Linked DNA regions of Arabidopsis thaliana: region 1 is linked to region 2. The links are chromatin contacts, called in public targeted proximity ligation maps. All regions are on one chromosome and are shown on one strand. The core of a region is the stretch at or near the end of the contact, and the rest is flanking DNA. Distances in the headings are between cores, read along the strand shown. Region 1 holds the start of AT4G10390 (Protein kinase superfamily protein). Region 2 holds the start of LHCB5 (light harvesting complex of photosystem II 5).

Region 1 (5,233 bases), core at 1,618-4,117, 36 kb after region 2:
TTGAGTATTTAAAAAAATCAGCTTACTCTCTACTTGTTCATCAAGAATAGAGTTTGGCAAACGAAGAATCATTTCAACTATTGTTCAATAAGACAAAGTTAGTGATTATCCTTCAACTAAAAAGTTAGTGACTATCGTTCAACTAAAGCAAAAATGAAAAAAAAAAAATCTCAATTTCAGAATCCAAAAGCTAGAATAAGAGGTTCAAAATAAAGACCACCAAATTTGAAATTTAATCATCGAAAGAGAGACAGACGCAACTAGAATTGACTATTAGCAAACTAACAAACAATTTTACATATGTTTCATTCCTAAATAATACTGTTCAAAGTAAAACCTAATATAATGTGCATGGTTTTATATGGTTTTAGTTTGTATTCGGATTATAATCAAATATCATTTTAGTTTTTGTTTTATTTTAAAATGTTCTTCTTTTTGTTTTGTGTTCTGGTTTGGTTCATATTCAAATTCTGTGATTCGAATTGAGATAAACATTTTCATTTGAACCATATCAATATATAGTTTGGTTTGATTCGAATCATATCGCTTTCTGCGGATTTAACACCCTAGAGTAGACACTATAATCTTGAAGATAGTGTCATATAGTCATATCCTCCCTTCAAGATAGACAAAGCACCATGTTCAAAGGAAACTGAAGAGCGCAACTCTTTTAAACAAGCCCATATCTTCCTTTTTTTTTTGTCAACAAGAAGCCCATACATTCATTCATTCAAAAAAAAAAAAAGGGAAAAGAAGCCCATAAGCTCACTTTCAAGGAAACTTCACAATGGTGTTTTGGGCTTTCTCTTCCTGACTTTAGTTTCAAACTTCAGTTTTTTTTAGCTTATTACAGTTATTTCTCCTAGAAAGGCCTTTGATTGCTGTGTTACTGTATCTTGAAGGAATTGAGAATCAGAACCTTTGAAATTGCACTACAAGTCACATAAACTTTGCTTCATATTCACAATGACATGCTTCTGCTTTAAGCTTTACTTTACATTACATTGACATGAACAGAACTTCTCTTTCTCTCTAAGATTTCAAGACAAAACAACAATCAAAATTACATTTCCTAGGAAATGTTGATGAATGATAATTAGACAAAATGTTATTTCCTGCTTCTATTCACAAAACAAAACAAGAGTATTTACATGGTTATTCTTCTTGCTGGTTTTCCAAGAAACTCCTAAATGCACACCAACTTTACAGTGTCGTTCACGCAGCCTTACCACACTACAACAAAAACCATCGACACCGATAACTCACACTCCTTTACCGCAACCGAGGAAACTCAATGATGGTATTTCCTTTATAAGAGTATCCGCTACTTGAGCAGCCGAAGGTCTTAGAGATAGCTTGCTACTGATACAGACCGCAGCAACACTCAACATTGTCTTGACCTCATCGATATCAAGACTATCCCTTAACAACCTCGGGTCCAAGAACTGTCTGACCTTGTCCTCTGAAATGTCTACACTCGAATCCAAAATCTCATTCATAAGTGGAGCAGCTATATGCACCAGCATCTCACCTCTCTCAGCAGAAAACGCTTCTTTTCCTGAAACCAACTCAAGAACCACAACTCCAAACCCATACATATCCATCTTCTTCGAAGCAATCCCGGTTCTTAAATAATGAGGGTCTGTGTAACCTGGAGATCCCACCATCTTCACTTGTCTAGATCTAGGCGACATCGTAGGAGGCTGAACCATCGAAGAGAACCCGACTTTAGCTGACCCGAAATCGCAAAGCTTGCAATCAAAGTTTTTGTCTAGAAGAACGTTGGAAGATTTGATGTCCCCGTGCACTATCTGCGGGCTACATTTCTCATGAATATGTTCAATAGCTTGAACTAACTGTAACGCAATCGCTACACGGTTCCTCCATTGCAAGACTTGCTTGCTATTGCTTTGGAGCTTCTCTTGTAGATTTCCTTGAGGAAGATACTCAAGAAGAAGAGCACCATTTTCCTCTGAAATACAAAGAAGCAGAACATAAGTCTATATGCAAATATATCAAACAACTTGATAAAACAAATAAAGATCAAAACTTTGATTAAGACAAACTTAATCACTAAAATTGGCTTAATCAAGACAACAACACAATTGACCAGACACCAAATATTTGCAGAATCTATGAGATTTCAGAAGTAGTACCTGAATCATCGAAATAGCCAAGAAGCTTGACAATGTTAGGATGTTGAAGACGAAGCAAAATATCAAGCTCAAGTCTAAAGACTTGATAAAGACGGTGACTACTAACATGAACCTTGAGAGCCGCTTTATCAGAGCCAGAGAAGCGAGCCATGTAGATACTGCTATAGCCACCAGAACCAATCAATCTAGAGAAATTGGAAGTGAGAGTTTCAACATCATCCCAGCTGTTATAACAAGTCACACCAGATCCTTGACTTGTGGGTTTGTCGGTGATCGTCTTGGAGACATCAAATCTAACACAATTCAAGAAACAAGCCATTATAAAAACAGAGCAAAAACAGAGCAGAACAGAGCAAAGCAAAGAAAGATTGAGTCTTTATTTGATTCTAGGGTTAAGATTGATAGAAGAAAATGGGTTTGATTAGGGTTTTGTAAAAAATGTAACAGCAGACAGAGGAAGAACAAGGGGATCGAAGAAAGTTATGGATTTGGAGACATTGAGATTGTTGGATTTGTAAAGAAAGAAGAAGGAAAGGTTTTAGACTTTGGATTGGGAGGCAGAGTTTGACCGATTATTTAATAATAAAGCTGCCATTTTCGATGAATGAAACCTTCCTTCGAAGTAGCTAGCTCTCTGACGTTCTAACTACTACTCTTCTTTCAAGTTTTGTCTCTTTGCTTTTTGGGGCTAAGCAAAACATTTAACACATTTGTTTTTGCTTTTCAATCAGGGAAAAGCAGTAGAAAATAGTTAAATATGAAAAGCGATTATTAATGTCACGTCCTTCATATATGACAATTTTGTTTTTATTATTTTTTCCGAAACTAAAACTCGCTCATTTTAAAGTAAGAATGTATTTATTTTGAAATGAGAAAGTATATTAGGGTATCTTCGACAAGAACCCTAACTTTAAAAGTGACACATCTTCAAAATAAGAGTTTGAGAGTCACTTGTTCTAATAGTGCATCCTCAAATCCATTTATTTGCATTTTGTATAATGGTTTTCAATATTAATAATTAATTATAATGAGAAACTTTCATAAATATTTATAAATCATTATGTGATATAATAATTTTCTTAAAAAGTGATATGATAACATAAAATTACATATCTATAATTATAAACGAAACATAAAATATATCATAAAATTATATCTAAAATACCAAATCATATATATAACTAGTATTTCCGCAGAGCCCACATAAATTTGCTCAATGTAAATAGTTTTTAATGTTATGTAATATTCTTATACATTACTAATTTTAATTCTAATCTACTGTATTTATTAGAATTTATATGTGATAATTGAATTTAAAAGGATATATTTGAAATAATTAAATATAATATAATTATTTGTAAAATACGTAAGTTATTTGAACTAAATATATATATATATATAAGATTTCTAAGGTTTTGAATAGTGCCTCAATTTGAGAGTGTACATTTCAACGGCTATGAACTCTCCATGATTGCATACTTGACATGCGGTGGTCGGTGGATAAGGCAAAATATATATATTTAACCATCTTGAGAGAGCCATAGAGCCCATATATATGAAGAACAATAACATATTTTGTTTAAGCAGATTTTCGTGTAGATTCATTCATATACATAATTTGAAATGTTTTAAGAAAGGCCTTCATCACTCGTTACAGATATATCCAATATACAGCATAAATATGCATACGAAGGTGTTTAAAATTTAAACCCAAATAACTTTGCTATCCAAATTAATGTTCACTTTATAAAATTGTGGATTTCTTCAAAAATTGTTGGGAAAACGAAAGAAATAAACCGTTTGTTTTTTAATCTAGAGTATTTTTTATTTACTAATCTGATGAATAATTTTACAAATCTTTAGGTTCAGTTTTTGGGAACCTTCTAAATTTTTTTGTACCATATTTTAAATTTCACACGGTCGGAGAAGAATCATTGTCCCAATAGTTTTCATTTCTCTTTTAAAAATATACTAAATATTTTAAATAATGTCGTCAAATCATAATCGTTAGATCTTCTGTCGCTTTCTTTGTCTTTTTCTTCAGAGAAAACGTGAAAGATGCTATTATAGACCAAGTAACATACTCCATAAACCCTACCAAACACCGACAGTCTAGTCTTAAATTAAATCTCACACACACATACAATAAACAAATAGGTTTGATGCCAAAAATACATAAACAAAGAGTTTATTGTGACTGGGTCAAGCATTAGGCTTAATAATTGTGGGTCTAAAGGTTAGCCCTGGCCCGATATGTGATGTGAAATAAGCAAATTTGTTTTTGACCTTGCATCCACAATTCAAATGCATTATTTTCCATATTAGAACCTTAGCTTAATGCAACATGTGCATAAAGATTTCGAATTGGAACAAACATATAAGAGCAAAATACTTAAAACTCAACACCTAATGCGATGGAACGAACTACCAAAGATTGACAGCAAAAACTGCCAAAACCAACTCATGGTGGTATAGTGAAAGATGTATCCTAAGGTTGGAGATTAAGGTTTAATCACTACGATATCAACATGTTTGCAATTCGCCATGGCACATGATGAGGCAATAGAGAATCTAGTTATCCACTCGAAATATAATGTCAACGATAAATTCAGCTATACTCTGAAGAGATGCTAACACGCGTTACTAGTAGTTCTCATATATACTTGGTCACCATAGCCATCTTAAATGACATTCCAAATGGATATTTTATATCAATAGAAGATAGTCTTCATTTGCTAAAAGCAAAGAACGAAACATACCGAAATAGATCTGTTTTGGAGAAGTAAGAATCAACAGCATATAGAATAGATAAGCGAGAGAGAGAAAGAGATATGAGGTTGGGTAAGTATAGAACCTAAGATCCACATTTAGCATGACACTATACTCTTAGAAACACACCATTTTCAAGACTAAGTTATGTACTTATTTCCTATTGACTTTCATTAAACTACACATGTGCTTGGTGAGCATATGATTCTAATTTCAACTTATATGTTTGCTCTTTTTGAACTACTTCCAAGACTACACAAATAATGAAATAAAGAACTAGTTGAGGAAAATATTATAGATAAATACTT
Region 2 (5,151 bases), core at 1,710-4,209:
TATTTTTGTTAATTATGGGGCATTTTTGTTAATTTTGGGGTAGTTTTGCTAATTTCGAGGCTTAAACAAAACAAAAATATCTGCAAATGGGTCGCAAAAATTTAAGACCCAATACAAATGTTTCATAATAATTGGTGAAAGTTGGACCTAAGTTTATATGAAATCATGTGGTCTAGAACTTATACTAGAATATATTTCAACATTAGTCCACAACATCAATCTGAATATAAGGGTGAGTTTCAAACTTTTCTTTAGGCATATATTATGTTCACATCAGATAAAAATTACATTGAGTGGCTCGTGAATACACTCAACAGAGTTTTTTTTAACATTAAAACATGCATAGAATTTTTTCAAATAATTTTCTCGTACAAAATATGCAACAAATAATGATAAACATATTTTTAAATGCAAAATAGTTTTATATAAAATGAAAAGAATTATTACTTGCGATAGAATCTATAAGCCTTAATCTTTTATCATTGTGCTTATAATTTTGTCCAATCAAATTTCTCAACCTTTATTGGTTTATTATAGACTCATTGCGATCGAGTAATTTTTACTTATTCTAGTTTTTCTTATAAATAAATCATTAATTATTGCTATGTGATATATTTTCTTTCAAAATATTTTATGAATCAATAATTTTAGTGGTTAAAAAACTATGTGAAAGTGAAAATAAAAACACATGTAGTTGGCTTTATGCATTCATATAATCATTTTATACGTGGTGGGAATGAGAATACTTCAACAAGAAAATATGATTGTGAGTAAACACATTTTTAGTGGTAAAGTAGACGATAGATTTGTAAATAGATGTAAATTAGATGATGATTTGACTAGTAATTTCCATGTATAATATTTTTCGAATAAGGAAAAAACGAATATATAAATAAACAATTCTCAAAATAAAATATTATATATTTATTTTCTACTTACAATAAGATTTTAATATATCTTTTTGTTAAATTTATTTTAGTTTTAAAAATTAAACATGCATATTGGATGGAGTTTAATCTAGTTGAATCTAAAATTTAATAGTTTTACGAAAGATTTGTTATTAATTTTAGTTTTGAAATTGAGAATAAAACTAATGAGGCATCAATCCATTAAATATATGTAAGAACAAATCTTCATATATTATATAATATGTTTGGCAAATATATATAAAGTAACTGAAAACAAAGTGAAAATTTGAGAATAATTGTGGGTTTTTTAGTTTTATGTATTAAAAAAAATGTTGTTAATGAAAATCCATATTATTATGATATAAAACAAATTCATTATGAATATAAACATAACAGATATCTTCTATAAAATTCATTATGATATAAAACAAAAGATTAAAATAAAATAAACATAACAAATATCGCTTGTGAAATGAGATCTATATGACTATTGGGCTGAAGTTGGGCCTTGAGAAATAAGAGTGCGCCTTATAATATAGGCCCATTTAAAGTATGTATTGGCGAATCCACGCCGAAAGAGAGAGCGAAAGGGACGATGAGCAACAGAAGAAGAACCGGAGACGATGACAAAGGATTGCTCTGGAAACTTCCCCAAGTTAGGATCAGAGACATTGGAAAAGTTGGTCCAGCTTTTGGACTCGGTGTCGGTTGCGGATTTGGTTTCGGCGCCGGTCTTATCGGAGGTAAATTTCTAATTTCTCCCAATTTTGATCGCAGACTCGCGAATCGCTCGAAGCTATTTATAGATAGTTTTGGTTTAAGAGAGTAGAGATTGGTTTGATGAAAACAGGTGTAGGATTCGGACCAGGAGTTCCTGGATTACAATTTGGTCTTGGATTTGGAGCTGGTTGTGGAATTGGTGTAGGTTTTGGCTATGGTGTTGGAAGAGGAGCTGCTTATGATCACTCTCGTTCTTATTACAACGTTGGAAAACCATCTCTGTGAGTATTTGTCTGCAATTAGATTTTTAGTGATTAAGGATTTGAAGAAGAAGATGATGATTTTGACTTTGGTGATTTGTTGACAGGAATGAAGTTGATTCACTGATTGATGAACTTGTTGTTAGCACGAAGAAGCTTGTGAAAGCTACTACAAATGAAATCGACAAGTGGTTAAAATGATGAACTTTTAGGATTTGTTGCAGCTTCCAAGTAAATGGTAGTGTTTGGTTTGTTCTTAGATCAATAATGTAGATTTGGGGCTAGTGATAATCTCCTTTCTTTTTGTACAATTTTACGTATGGTATAAAGATGGATTCGCATAATTTAGGTGGCTGATTTATCATTCTGGTAATGTGTATGGTTTGAGTGCTGATTTTTGGTGCTATGAGTTGTTCTTTATGGCTCAACTTGGATCAATATGGAGGTTGAGTTTGAGATTTTCTCTCAGTTTAAGGAGGTAGAATAGTGCGTATAGTGGCACAGTGAGCTCAGCTCTAGGGCCAAAGGGCATAAATTCATTATAGCTCTTTCGATTCTACCGTAGTACTGTGTGTGAACCGGCACTGTGAACCAAGATGATTAAATTTTCGTATTCTCTATGTACATGATCCTGCGGCTCAATCGCTTCAGTTTCGATCCACATGATGTATATGTTATAGAATTGTGGGAAACTCCTTGTAGAAAGAGTATGTTCACGTCTAGGACTAGTCGGATGATTCGTTTCTCTTTTTGGTGTAATGAGTATGTTCATAACTGTTGATACAATGTGAAAATCTAACCGTTGAGCTTGGGAGTTTTACGTCTATATGAAAATTCCGGTTGTCGTCTACATTACGGTAGTAAACAGGACCACAGTGATTCCAAATGTCCCAAGGAATTTACTGAAAACCCCAACTAGGACTGTGAAAGGCTTGTGGATGACATTTAACAGTTGAGATTTTCATGTGTTTGAGATTCTTGTAACACATTTTGCTGTATAGGTGAAAGCTTAGCCACACAAAAGGAGAAACAGAGGATATGGATAAAATAAATTATCCAACAAAAACCAATCTAAAAGCCACATCAGCATCCACAACCAATCAGAGGACAGAATCATATTTCACATTTTCAATCCAGACCAATCAAAATCCTGAACGAATCCTACTCTCCACCTTATAGGAGCAGTTTCGTCTCTTCCTCCTTCTTTCACTTAGCTCTTCCTAGTGTTAAACCAGAGTAAAGCTTGAAACTTTGGACTAAAAGAATGGCGTCTTTGGGTGTGTCGGAAATGCTTGGTACTCCCCTTAACTTCAGGGCAGTTTCAAGATCGTCTGCTCCGTTGGCATCAAGCCCATCCACGTTCAAGACTGTTGCTCTCTTCTCTAAGAAAAAGCCAGCTCCTGCTAAGTCCAAGGCTGTCTCTGAGACTAGCGATGAGCTCGCCAAGTGGTATGGTATGTGTCTTCTAAATCCCTTTTATAATCATTTCTTGCTCTGTTTCTTTGTGAATGTGTTTGTAATTGTGACTCTTATGCAGGTCCTGACAGGAGAATTTTCTTGCCTGATGGTCTTTTGGATAGATCAGAGATCCCAGAGTACTTAAACGGTGAAGTTGCTGGAGAGTAAGACACTTTTTCATGTCTCTCTTTGTATGTATGCCTACTTTTGGATTCTGTGCTTAAGGTTTATTGGTCTGAATCTGAATTTGCAGTTATGGTTATGACCCATTTGGTCTTGGAAAGAAGCCTGAGAACTTTGCTAAGTAAGTAGATTCTTTTATCCTAAACCTTTTGTGTTTGCTTTGAGCTATATCTATCGAATTTGTCATTAAGATTGGTTCTTTAATGAATGTGGTTGTAGATACCAAGCTTTTGAATTGATCCATGCGAGATGGGCTATGTTAGGAGCAGCTGGTTTCATCATTCCTGAAGCTTTAAACAAATATGGCGCTAACTGTGGCCCTGAAGCTGTCTGGTTTAAGGTTCTTGCCTACGTCTAATCTTTATTTACATTCAGACTTAGATTCTTTAGCAAAGCAAGAATGTGTTGATGTGATGAGATGGTTCTTTTTGGAATACTGATTGCAGACTGGTGCTTTGCTTCTTGATGGAAACACATTGAACTACTTTGGCAAGAACATCCCTATCAACCTTGTTCTCGCCGTAGTTGCTGAGGTTGTTCTCCTCGGTGGAGCCGAGTACTACAGAATCACCAACGGATTGGTACATTACTCTCTAGTCTCTACATTTAGCTATTACTCATGGGAAAATGACTAAACTTGAAATGCAAATATTTGGTAGGATTTCGAGGACAAGCTACACCCAGGAGGTCCATTTGATCCTCTAGGCCTTGCTAAGGACCCTGAGCAAGGAGCTCTTCTCAAAGTCAAAGAGATCAAGAACGGGAGATTAGCCATGTTTGCGATGCTCGGTTTCTTTATCCAAGCGTATGTTACCGGAGAAGGTCCTGTTGAGAACCTTGCAAAGCATCTCAGTGATCCTTTTGGAAACAACTTGCTTACCGTCATCGCTGGAACTGCCGAGAGAGCTCCCACTCTCTAAGCCATTTCTACTTTTTTTAAGAGCTTCCAAAATGTACACTTTGTTCGATTGGAACTCCTTTTGACAATGTTAAAAAAACTTCCATCTGAATCTTCTTGATATATTTCAAATTTTCAATGGTGCTTTATCATGCTTCTAAGGATATACATAGTCACCCATTGGTTTAATATTTGTTGTTACCAAGAACGCTCTGTCACAATTTAGTCATACATTGCGATTTTATCACTAGTGGCGAGTATGGTAAAAAGTTTCACAACTAATATTGTGATGGAATTTGGGACTATATAAGTTAGTCGAGAGATGTGATCCGTTGAACAATATTAAGTAGCAGAAGATCAAATAGCAATGAGCAGTAGCAGAATATTTTCACAACTAATTAATCATTCTTACATTGTAAAGAACTAGTATTACTCACTCTCAACAATTGCATGTCTCATACAGTAATACCGATGTGTCATAAAAATGTGAATTTTGCTTCGATTGCAAAACACAAATTAGTGTTTTCACTCTGTGAGCTTTGAAGTTGCAGAAATCACAACCCCAATTGGATTCTAAACTCTAGCTAGGCATGTACATTTGCTTCGATTCAAAATAAGAATGTTTTCACTGTCAGATCAAAGGTTCAATAAGTGATAACCATTTTAAGCAAATCAAGCATTTATATTGCTTGATATTTTGTCACATCTAACCAACATTTAACAA

Evidence for each region.
Region 1: a targeted proximity ligation map of shoot shows a contact between it and region 2, with 16 read pairs. A contact is called at or near these places in 4 of 26 Hi-C or Micro-C datasets (callus, root and seedling), 1 of 2 datasets of targeted methods (shoot) and 2 of 3 other capture datasets (root and seedling).

Annotation. Positions count from the first base shown.
Region 1 is chr4:6,440,687-6,445,919 of TAIR10.1, forward strand. It overlaps AT4G10390 (Protein kinase superfamily protein), which reads right to left and starts at 2,868. Exons shown (of 2, transcript NM_117107.5): 1 at 2,157-2,868; 2 at 910-1,972. The coding sequence starts at 2,475. The coding sequence ends at 1,263.
Region 2 is chr4:6,405,048-6,410,198 of TAIR10.1, forward strand. It overlaps LHCB5 (light harvesting complex of photosystem II 5), which reads left to right and starts at 2,960. Exons shown (of 6, transcript NM_117102.4): 1 at 2,960-3,342; 2 at 3,426-3,510; 3 at 3,600-3,650; 4 at 3,749-3,869; 5 at 3,976-4,110; 6 at 4,189-4,802. The coding sequence starts at 3,153. The coding sequence ends at 4,449. AT4G10330 (glycine-rich protein) reads left to right here and starts at 1,448. Exons shown (of 3, transcript NM_117101.4): 1 at 1,448-1,651; 2 at 1,759-1,909; 3 at 1,996-2,912. The coding sequence starts at 1,504. The coding sequence ends at 2,089.